Linked DNA regions of Zea mays: all the other regions are linked to region 3. The links are chromatin contacts, called in public Hi-C maps. All regions are on one chromosome and are shown on one strand. Each heading gives the region's core, a stretch centred on a gene start, on an enhancer-like site or on the middle of the called end of the contact. The rest is flanking DNA. Distances are from core to core; before and after follow the strand shown.

The links. A called contact is a pair of places that touch in the nucleus more often than the background predicts.
Region 1: a contact with region 3 is called in a Hi-C map of ear, with 5 times the contacts expected there. The contact joins the promoter of LOC100280453 here to the enhancer-like site in region 3. A contact is called at or near these places in 5 of 25 Hi-C or Micro-C datasets (bundle sheath, ear, leaf and 1 more).
Region 2: a Hi-C map of tassel shows a contact between it and region 3, with 3 times the contacts expected there. The contact joins the promoter of LOC100279361 here to the enhancer-like site in region 3. A contact is called at or near these places in 2 of 25 Hi-C or Micro-C datasets (ear and tassel) and 1 of 3 datasets of contacts at active chromatin or transcription factors (leaf).

What each region holds. Positions count from the first base shown.
Region 1 is chr1:206,613,425-206,617,642 of Zm-B73-REFERENCE-NAM-5.0, reverse strand. It overlaps LOC100280453 (zinc finger protein 593), which reads right to left and starts at 1,735. Exons shown (of 3, transcript NM_001153373.2): 1 at 1,398-1,735. The coding sequence starts at 1,606.
Region 2 is chr1:206,547,505-206,551,158 of Zm-B73-REFERENCE-NAM-5.0, reverse strand. It overlaps LOC100279361 (putative leucine-rich repeat receptor-like protein kinase family protein), which reads left to right and starts at 1,908. Exons shown (of 1, transcript NM_001152378.2): 1 at 1,908-3,654. The coding sequence starts at 2,017.
Region 3 is chr1:206,394,697-206,398,450 of Zm-B73-REFERENCE-NAM-5.0, reverse strand. It overlaps LOC103643172 (mediator of RNA polymerase II transcription subunit 15a), which reads left to right. Exons shown (of 10, transcript XM_008666330.4): 7 at 121-462; 8 at 594-785; 9 at 903-991; 10 at 1,071-1,493. The coding sequence ends at 1,278. It also overlaps the pseudogene LOC103643173. Among protein-coding and RNA genes, the nearest start is that of LOC103643172, 19 kb to the left of the region's middle. Within about 2 kb of position 1,975, at least 10 of the 20 cell types and tissues checked have an H3K27ac peak or open chromatin away from gene starts, as enhancers often do. A contact at or near this core is called in ear and tassel, where this site is marked.

The sequences.
Region 1 (4,218 bases), core at 486-2,985, 220 kb before region 3:
AAAGCTGTACCAACTCATTGATGGTCTGCACGGCCACAGATGAGCGCGCGGCAAAATAAAAAACACAGGAGCCTGCATGCACGCAGACGCCGAACAGATTGGGGAGAAAGGGATCACGCGAAAATATGCGGGAGGGGAGGAGGCGGATGTGGGATGCAATTTTTTTGGGGGCGATGAGGGAGCTATTGGAGCAAGGAAAATCATTTTCTTCCTAATATCTGTTTTAAGGTTGGTTTACATCTTCTTTTGGAGTTGCTTTTACTCTCTGAGCACAGCTAGAAAAATAAATTATATTTACGGGATAAATTTTATAATTGGGGTTTCCCTTTTTGTTGATTAGAGATATTTACTATTTGATATGATATATTAAGAGCTTAGATATATGTGCCTGCCAACCGACTTCCTAGAAGTGGCAACAAATGATGGACAAATTGGTTCCTCAATGCTCTATTTTTGTGGAAACAGACAGTAATTGCTTCCACTATTGTGGTATTTATTAGATGTACATAACTAAGGGAAGGTAAAATAGTACTAAAAGTTTAGAAATAAGGGAGGAAAAAAAGGCGGGTGAAATAGAGACTTCAAGGAGGTTTTAGCAGATTTATTAGGGGTCCCCCCCCCCCACACACACACATCACCACCCAATTAGAGAATTGGATATTGTGAAGCACGTCAAAGAAAGAAATCACAGTCCATTCTCAATGCAAATACCAAACGGTAAGCTCTTGCAGACATCCCCATCAACAAGAAGCTCTACATATTCAGCTATGCCAGCTTTACAGTCGGTGCAGCAGGAATAGTTCTCAGTTTCTACATATCGGTATAGTAGATGTTTACACCATAGATATGAAACTTATTCAATTTCATCCGTTCTTTGACGAAGTAAACCAAATTGATGGCCCTAGACTCCTAGAGTGGGTGCTTGAAAATTCCCTATACAATTTCACCCTTTGTTGCGGCCTAATTACGGTGCTGGATCCCATTGCATTTTTCTGTGTGTCCAGGAAGGGAAACAAACAATAATTGTTGGCACATGAGGATGATGAAATAGCGAAAGACTGGAATGCTGGAATTGTGCTTTCTTTTGGATCATTTGTGTACTAAGAGTATCCAGTATTTTAAGATCTTATTGTGTGACAGTACGGTAAGTTTTAATTCATGCACACATGGAAATTCAAATTAGTTTTTGCAAAGATAAACAGGATTATCATTCGCTAGTCAGGTGTTTTTTGTACCACGAATGAATTAAAACACATGCTCCACTAATGCTGAATTGAGAAAAACGTTTTTTTTTACAACTAGCAACGTACGGGCATATACCTGTATTGGCAGAGGATAAGAAATAGCATACCGGTGGAATGGAAGGGAGGGAAAGAGAGGAGAGGGGAAGCGCATACTCGCAGTGGAGGCAGTAGAACTGTCCCAGGCCTGGGAGGTCCTCATCGACGGGGAGCTCCTTGGCTTCAGCGTCCTTGCCCTGGTCGGCCAGCTTGACGAGCTCGTCATAGACGGCATCGTCGGCCTTCAGGAGGAACTTGCCGCGGCGAGCCGTCTTGTGGGATAGGCGGCGCTTCTTTACCTTGCGGTGCGGGCACTTGCCTCCCATCTCGAGGAAGAGCGGCGGCGGCGGCGGCGTTTAGGGTTTTTGTCTGGCAGCCGAACTGCGTCGTGGAGAACAGAAGAGAAGATGCAACGGAAGAAGTCTAGGAGAAGAGGTGGTTTTCCAGAGGAGGACCATGGGAGGGCCGAGCGAGGAAAGCCTTAATTCGTTTACGTAGCCCTACTGGGCCAAATGTGACTGCCCAAACCTGGCCACTGGGCCAAACGTGACTGCCCAAACCTAGCAGCAAAGAAGTCCAAATCTTTTCTTCTATTTTACTTCCACTTGTTACACTAGTTATACGTGAAATCACTCTAGGTATCTAAGTTTCAACATAACTAATACATCATTTTATTTTTCTATATGGGAGTTTTTAGGTTATATTATTATATAATGTTTATTAGTCTTGGTCACTTATTTGCATTTTTTTAGTTGACACTAGAATATTTTATGGATTTAATTGTTCTTCGATGATTTTATGCAGAAAGAAATTAATAATATGTAAATAGCCTCATAAGTTCATGAAATTTTATGTAGGCATAACATATATCCACATATAATCCTTAAAATGTTATGTTTGATACTACTTTACGCTCAAACGTGATGATTTTTACGCTGAAAACCTTGAATCGTGTCTATAACTGTCATAAAAACAGATACCTAAAATAGCGCATCCACGTGATTTGGACGCGGGATGTGAGAGCACCTAGAGGGGGGGTGAATAGGTGATCCTGTAAAAACTTAAACTTATAGCCACAAAAACTTGTTAAGGGTTAGCACAATAATTGCCAAGTGGCTAAAGAGGAGATCTTGCACAATACGACAATCACAAAGAATTCAACACAGAGAAGACACAGTGATTTATCCCGTGGTTCGGCCAAGTACAAAACTTGCCTACTCCACGTTGTGGCGTCCCAACGGACGAGGGTTGCAATCAACCCCTCTCAAGCGGTCCAAAGACCCACTTGAATACCACGGTGTTTTGCCTTGCTTATCTTTATCCCACTCGCGAGGAATCTCCACAAATTGGAGTCTCTCGCCCTTACACTTAAGATTCACAAAGAAGCACTGAGTAAGGGAGGGAAGCAACACACACAAATCCACAGCGAAATGCGCACACACACGGCCAAGAATCGAGCTCAAAGACTATCTCAAAGTTCTCACAAGAACGGAGCTCGAATCACTTAGAATAACAAACGGATGCGCAAAGACTGAGTGTGGATGATCAAGAATGCTCTAAGGTTGCTTGGTTGTCTCCTCCATGCGCCTAGGGGTCCCTTTTATAGCCCCAAGGCAGCTAGGAGCCGTTGAGAGCAATTCTGGAAGGCTGATCTTGCCTTCTGTCATCGGGCGCACCGGACAGTCCGGTGCACACCGGACACTGTCCGGTGCCCGATCCCCTTCCTAAAATGTTGCAGCCGACCGTTGCCCGCCAGAGAGCCGTTGGCGCACCGGACATGTCCGGTGCACACCGGACAGTCCGGTGCCCCCTTCTAGCCGTTGGCTCGGCCACGTGTCACGCGCAGATCGCGCGGCCGACAGTTGGCCCGGCCGACCGTTGGCTCACCGGACAGTCCGGTGCACACCGGACAGTCCGGTGAATTATAGCTGTACGCCGTCAGCGAATTCCCGAGAGCGGCTACTTCGGCCGAGGCAGCCTGGCGCACCGGACACTGTCCGGTGCACCACCGGACACTGTCCGGTGCACCACCGGACAGTCCGGTGCCCCAGACCGAAACATCCTCTTGGCTGTACACAGCCAACTCTTTTCTTTTCTTTTTCTTCCTGTTTCCAATACTTAGACAAGTATATTAGTACACAAAACCAATGTACTAAGACTTAGAAACATACCTTTGCTCTTGATTTTCACTTTATTCATCCATAAACATGAATTCACATTTAAGCACTTGTGTTGGCACTCAATCACCAAAATACTTAGAAATGGCCCAAGGGCACATTTCCCTTTCAATCTCCCCCTTTTTGGTGTTTTATGCCAACACAACATAAAGCAACTAGAACAAGTGCAATATTACTTCAAATAAAACTCAAGTTTATTTTGATTCAATTTTGGCATATATGGATCATCCTTTGCCACCACTTGGTTTGTTTTTTGCAAATCAACCACAAAATCCTATCTCTAAGTCAAATCCACTTGTAGAGACATAAAGAGAGGTTTTCCAAAGAAAATTGATTCAAGATTCCAAAAACTCCCCCTTTTTCCCATAATCAACACTTCTCCCCACAAGAGGCCAACTTTTGACAAAAGAGACAATGCAAGAGTTTTGACAAACCAAAAGCTCTATCCTACTATTTTCAAAGTTTCTCAAGTGGTAGCTGATCCATTTATTGCTTTGGCCTTTATTTTCTCCCCCTTTGGCATCAAGCACCAAAACGGGATCAATCTTGGCCCTTTAACCCCATTGCCTCACCAAAATCTTCAATTAAGAGCAAATACGCAATAAGAGTTTAAAGATGAACTTGGAATAAGTTACCCTCTCATCGGAGTGCAGTGGAAGTCTTTCATGGTCCAAGTCCACCTTTTCCCTTTCAATTCCTCCTTCGAGACTAAATCATCAACTCAAGCACATGGTTAGTCTCAAAGGGTCAAGTTGTAACAC
Region 2 (3,654 bases), core at 659-3,158, 150 kb before region 3:
CACACCTTGGGGTATTTATAGTTACGTTAAACTGCCTTTGTACTCCACGATCCGAAACCTCACCACTTCGTTGATTTTTCAATGGCAAGATCAACACGTTACAAAAATACCAAGCGAGATCATAAAGGGGCCCAAATCGGATGTGATTGGCCTTTTGGACTAGATGCGACGATAATGGCGAGCACAAGAAGATAGATCATTTAAGAATTTGACTAGGGTAGAGAGACTCGACTACAAAGTAGAGCCCAATCAATCTTCCCTAGTGAAGTCATCAAAAAGTGTATGGACATAAATATCATCACACGACAGCTAAGCTAGATTATCTAGGTCGTCACGGACCAAAGAGCACAACTAATAACTATCATGCTTTAACGATGAAGAGATGTTAGGTTCACAAACAAACTAATAAAGGATAACCAATCACGCTTTTCGTAGCGGAGAATGGCTAGTTCCCTTGCAAACTAGCATATGATAACCAATCGTTTACCAATAGTTTCCTTGGTTGTCGGATTAGACATGGTCAACAATATGTAGTTTTGGTGATTGTGTGTTGATACCTCATTTGGCAATGTACCCCCATATATCATGAGTAGAGGTGAATTCATTCTGTTGGGAAACTAATGTGGCACTATTATTATATCGTTTTACCAAGTTTTATTTATTAGACTAGACCAAAGCTAATCACGAGTCTCTTAAAATTGGTCTAGGTCCAATTTAAGCGTCAGCAAGATGATTTTTTTTTTACTTTTGATAAATATAACCAATACATTTTTTGCAGGTATCTTTCCGTGAGACATATTGCCTCCGATTTTGAAATTGATTACAGTGTTTGGATGAGTACAACACACATCCATTGCGGAGGGGTTTTCAGAGTGTAGTATCATATTTTTGTTTGCCTTTCGTGGCTGAAGTTTCATTTTCTGTCCGGACATTCGAAGAGGGTTTTTTTTTTATTTAGAACTAGTTTGAGAATTCAATTTTTCTAAAGGTTTTTTATTTATTCGAAGAAAATTAGTTCATTTTTTTGGAAAATTGGAAATCTAATGAAAAATAAGGTTGCCAAACTAGCGCCGGAGCTTTTGTTGTCGATAGGCTTTAGGCTGTCTATGATAGATCATATAAAATAGTAGATTTATATTATTGATGACACTATTTATAGGATGAAAGTTTAAATTAAAAGATAAAATAAGGGATGAGAAACGAGAAACCGTGGCCCTTGTTGGCTTGTTGCAAACGGGATGTCGTGTCGAGTACACGGTGTAATTAGAACTTGCCGCTCAAGAAACGGATGGAAGGGAAGGAATTGTCCCTCCCGATCTCCCCTCTGCAAACCGCAGCTTCAGCTGGACCTTCATTTCTGCTTGGTTGTTTCCTCACTGTCATACTGTCACCGGCTCACTCGCTGTCACTGTCCCTGCCACTGCCACTGCCACTCACGCGCGCGTCCTGCCTCCAGAGCGCCGAATTAACTACAGGACATACGTATAGTACGTACATGTACATGGTATACGTATTAACTCTTTGTCCGATTTCAAATCTACTGTGCACACGACACGTACGCCCAGCTCCTATCTCCCAGCGGTACAAAGTTTATACTCTCGCATTGTCCATTGCTGGCAATTCGCAACAATGTGTGTGCAACGGAATTATGGAAAATGCTGCTGTGCTCAAATATATGCTGCAAGCTAGTACGGCTGCACGCACAGTTTCCATTTCACATCTGCCTTTTCTTGCCCTGCATCGTTTCTGTACGTCCCTTCTTCCTATTTTCGTGTCGTGTTGCTTTTGCTGCGACATGGCCACAGCGGCCACAGGAGAGGGACGGAGTGCTGAGGGAGTGAGGGGGACCCAGCCCAGCCAAGCACATTTTACCCATCGCATCGCACGAAACCGAAGGAGAGCGGCGATCCAGCCTCTCTTCCTCTCAGATCAAACTCACTCCTCACTCCGCGAGCTGCTTGCTATTCCCAAGCCCCAACACCTCAGTCTAGCCGCTACAGTCCTTCAGACGATTCGATGCATCCTTGCATGCTCTTCCTCCTCTGCCTGGCCGCGCTGCCGCTGGCCTCGCATTCCTCCTCCAACCCCGACGTCGCGCTGCTCCTCGCCAAGGTGAAGCCGGCGCTGCAGGGCGAGCGCGCCAACGCGCAGCTCGCCACCTGGAACGCCTCCACGCCGCTCTGCCTCTGGCGCGGCCTCCGCTGGGCGACGCCCGACGGCCGGCCCCTCCGCTGCGACGCCGCCGCCACGCGCGCCAACCTGTCGCTCGCCTCCGACCCCGCCCTCCTCCTCCTCTCCGTCCGCCTCCCCGCGTCCGCCCTCGCCGGCCGCCTCCCGCCGGACCTCGGCGCCTTCTCCGCGCTCGACTCCGTCTACCTCGCCGCCAACTCGCTCTCGGGCCCCGTCCCGCTCGAGCTCGGCAACGCGCCCGCGCTCTCCGCGCTCGACCTCGCCGGCAACCGCCTCTCGGGGGACCTGCCCGCCTCCATCTGGAACCTCTGCGACCGCGCCACCGAGCTCCGCCTCCACGGCAACGCGCTCACCGGGGCCGTGCCCGAGCCGGCCGGCCCCAACACCACCTGCGACCGCCTCCGCGTCCTCGACCTCGGCGCCAACCGCTTCTCCGGCGCCTTCCCCGCCTTCGTCACCGCGTTCCGTGGCCTCCAGCGCCTCGACCTGGGCGCCAACCGCCTGGAGGGCCCCATCCCGGAGGCCCTCGCCGGGATGGCGGCGACCCAGCAGCTCCAGGCGCTCAACGTCTCCTACAACAACTTCTCCGGCCAGCTGCCCCCGTCCTTCGCGGCCTCCCGCTTCACGGCGGACTCGTTCGTAGGCAACGAACCAGCGCTGTGCGGCCCGCCGCTGCGCCAGTGCGTGACAGCCTCGGGCCTCAGCTCCCGCGGCGTCGCCGGGATGGTCATCGGGATCATGGCCGGCGCCGTCGTGCTCGCGTCCGTGTCCATCGGCTGGGCGCAGGGGAGGTGGAGGCGGAGCGGCAGGATCCCGGAGCAGGACGAGATGCTGGAGTCGGCCGACGACGCCCAGGACGCGTCGTCAGAGGGCAGGCTCGTGGTCTTCGAGGGCGGCGAGCACCTCACGCTGGAGGAGGTGCTCAACGCGACCGGCCAGGTGGTGGACAAGGCCAGCTACTGCACGGTGTACAAGGCGAAGCTGGCGAGCGGCGGCAGCAGCATCGAGCTGCGCCTGCTGCGGGAAGGCAGCTGCAAGGACGCCGCGTCGTGCGCGCCCGTTGTGCGGCGCATCGGCCGCGCGCGCCACGAGAACCTGGTCCCGCTTAGGGCCTTCTACCAGGGGAGGCGCGGCGAGAAGCTGCTGGTGTACGACTACTTCCCGCGCAGCCGGACGCTGCAGGAGCTGCTGCACGGTGGCAGCGAGCCCGCGGCGGGGCGGCCGGCGCTCACCTGGGGGCGGCGGCACAAGATCGCGCTGGGCGCGGCGCGCGCGCTGGCGTATCTGCACGCGGGCCAGGGCGAGGCGCACGGGAACGTGCGCTCGTCCATCGTGGTGGTGGACGACCTCTTCGTGCCGCGCCTGGCAGAGTACGCGGTGGACCGGCTGCTGGTGCCGGCGGCGGCGGAGGCGGTGCTGGCGGCGGCCAAGGCGGACGGGTACAAGGCGCCGGAGCTGCACTCC
Region 3 (3,754 bases), core at 726-3,225:
GCCCGACTAATCGCGATTAATCGCGATTAGTCGGACGACTTGAAATCATTGTTTGTGTCTATATTATTATCCCACTATTTTGGTATTGTATTTCATGTTCAATTTTGTTTTACAATACAGTTGAGAACAACACAGCCTGAGTCCCTTAGTGCTGCAGTTAGCGATATTGGATCTGTCGTGAGTATGATTGACAGGATTGCTGGATCAGCGCCTGGTAATGGTTCCAGAGCTGCTGTGGGTGAAGATCTTGTCGCTATGACAAAGTGCCGCTTGCAAGCCAGGAACTTCATAACCCATGATGGGAGTGGTGCATCAAAGAGAATGAAGCGGGACACAGGTGCTATGCCTCTTAATGTGTCATCCGCTGGAAGTTTGAATGACAGCTTGAAGCAATCATATACTGTTGGCACTCCAGAGCTACAATCAACTGCAACCTCACGTGTCAAGTGTCAAAGGGCTGAGGTGTGTTTCTTTAAAATATTTGCTGATAAGCTATGTAGGGCATTGGTTTTTCTACAAATAGTCGTCCGTCACTTGCATATTTGTATCTAAAAGGGCAAACATTGTTCATCTCTTATCTGGCTACCTCGCAGGTAAACCATGTTCTGTTAGAGGAGATTCAGGAGATAAACAAACAGCTTATAGATACAGAGCTCCATGTCTCTGAGGATGATGCTGAGTCCTTCACTACATCTGATATGGCCGAAGGGACAGTCATTAAATGCACATTCACTGCTGTTGCTGTTAGCCCCAGCTTGAAATCCATGTTTGCTTCAGCGCAGATGGTGAGGCAGCCTCAAAACACCTTTGCTATGTTTCTTTTTTTCTTCTTTTTATTGAGGGGTCCATGCCTGTATGTTTGTCGTCTCACTTTGTTCTATGTTGGAACGTGTGGGTGGCAGAGTCCAATTTTGCCGTTGAGGTTGCTTGTTCCTGGTAGCTACCCAAAATGCTCCCCGGTGCTTCTAGACAAGTTTCCTGATGAACAATGGTGCGTGTAGTGGCATATTACTGTATATATGTTAGGTGCTTCGGCAAAGAAACCTCACGGGGGTGCTCTGTGGTTGCAGCAGGAACTCGGATGACCTGTCTACGAAGGCCAAGTCAAAGTTCAGTGTGTTGCTCCGGGGTCTAGCTGAGCCCATGTCATTGCGAGAAATCGCAAGGACGTGGGATGCTTGCGCCCGGAAAGTGATTGCAGAGTATGCCCAGCAAACTGGAGGAGGCAGTTTCAGCTCGAGCTATGGTTGCTGGGAAAGCTGCGTTGGCGCTTCATAAGTTTATTGTATCTATTACTCCGTAGTATATTTATTATTCTTTATTACACTAAGCATTTATGTGTTGAGCAAAAGAAAATAACAGTTTATCTTCCTTTTGGTATCGAGTCACTGTTAGCTTGATAAATAAGATCGTGTACAGTACAGTGTATGGAGCAAGCTTGGGTGCTTCAGCCCGGTTAATATTTACTATCTTGTATGCTTTGCCTCTACTTACATAACTTGCGCGGTTACCTTGTTTTTTTGTTGATTTTTATTTGCTGATTTTTAAATAGTTTTCTTGTTTCCTTGATTATAATATAAACTTTTATGTTTGCTCTGCTTCGCTGTATCCATCTGCGTGATTTTTTTTTTTACATCGACCAATTCATTGACATGGACTAAACGTAGAAGCTGCATCTAAGCTGCATCTAGGGTACATGGACTACATTAGTGGGCTAGTGGCGTTTAGGCTACTGTGAGAGCAGATGTCTAATAATCCCAATCTCTCTTTCCTATCGTATACCTATCGAAATTCTGAAAGAATAACACAACAACATAGTCATTTTATTATATACTTCCCCTCCAAAGTTAGGCTTACTTCAGCAGCTACTGTAGCGTGTCCCGAATGTGTAGTTTTCGCAACTGCAGGCCACTGTAGCGCGTCACAGCATGTCGCAAACACGGTTGCACAAAAAGGTGCCTGCCCAAAACAATGTGTACTATTGCATTGCCTCTCTCCTCCCACATTGAATCCGTGCAATGGCCAAGTGCCTCGACTTCTCCCTACCCCGCGAGAGAACCCAAATTGGCGTCTCCACCATCACTACCGGTGTCGCTCGTGACGGCGAATGGGGGAGGAAGCGACCAGTGGCCACGAGCGAACGTTCCTGTCCAGGCCCAAGTCCACTCTTTGTCGGCGGAAGAAGCACTGGATCACCTCGACAGGGAGCGGCGGCTCCACGACTTCTACATTGAAATCTTCAAGGTTTGTTCAAAATCTAAACCCCTCGTCGTAGATCTGTTTATTTGCATGTTTTTGAGGTTGTTTGCAGTGGATTGGGGTTGATTTAGGTTTATGGTAGGGTTTTACCCAAGTCGATTTGCCCCCTTGTACAAATATGGCCGATACACATGGATCCGATATGGATTTGTAGATCTCCACCCGCTTTCGACTTCGTATGTTACCGATTGTGATGTCGGTTGTGGAGGAATAAATCAGAACCTTAGGTTCGGACAATACTTTCAAGTTTCATATGTTTTCACTTTTATTTGGCCTTGTGGTTACATATTTTTTCATCACTGCCAGATGTCCTACACTCCAAACGATGCCCTCAAATGGGCTGTCCGGGAGATGAAGGACCATGCATGCGAAGTTAGGCAACTCGTCGGTAGTGCTACAAGCACACCAATTGTAACACCCGTCCAATCCCGGACCGGTGGTACTTACTCATGGCAGCTCTCTAGGATCATATATTGTCCCCACACGCCAACCCGGGTCTTTTGTGCACACTTTGTCCTCACTCATGCGCCCCCGAGAAAACTTCCCGGTCGGTCACCCATCCCAAATTGCTCCAAGCCAAGCACACTTAACTTGGAGGTTCTTTCGAGATAGGCTTCCGAAAAAAGATGCACCTTATTGGTATGGATACTCTATTAATTCTATTAAGCCTTGGGCCAGGATATCACCATCTCAGGGGCCAGGATATCACAAGCCTGCCACACATTTGAAATCTGTTCTACTAAAATTTTTGGAGCTTGTGGATTGGCTTGACAAGGTTTCAATCCTTTGCTCCAAAGTGGTCTACAAGAATGGACGACAGCACCCCGACGACAACATCATAGTGGAAGAGTTTTAAGCAGCTCATGAGATAGAACTTGAAAGGCTCCCAAGTCCTGAAACTCCTAAAGCCTTGAAGTGTTCTATGAGGATTGGGGTATGCAGTATGACAACGATCAATCACGTGGGATCAACTAGGAGTAAATTGTAGAATAATGGCATGTTAACGAGGAGTTTCTAACTGTTAATGTAATTTAGTAATGTGTATTGTCGCTTTATGTTCAAGTCTAGAACGTTGGTCCTGAATTGTTAAGTTTGGGGAATGAACTGTTAGATTTCTTAAGTGATGATGCCTTCCTGTTATTTTGAAATGTCTTGTTGTGTTACCCAATTCACCAACAATCAGGTTTTCTATGGACAACACTTGGTCGAGGTATTTGATTCGAGGTCCCTACGATGTAACCTATACTCCAGGAATTGACCTACCATATGATCATGACTAGAATGCCCAGGAAGGCTTCGCTCATCCTGCTGAGGTTGATACACCTCTCTTTTGTAGGACTAGGTTTGTACCCATTCATGTCCATTCTTGTATTTTTCTGACCCTCGTTGTATGTTGAATAATGCAGACACCACATTCATGTAAAGCCCAAAAATTTGTATAAGACAAAAATAATAAAATAAATAAATAAAGAAATTAAAACAGTAAAGTAAGATA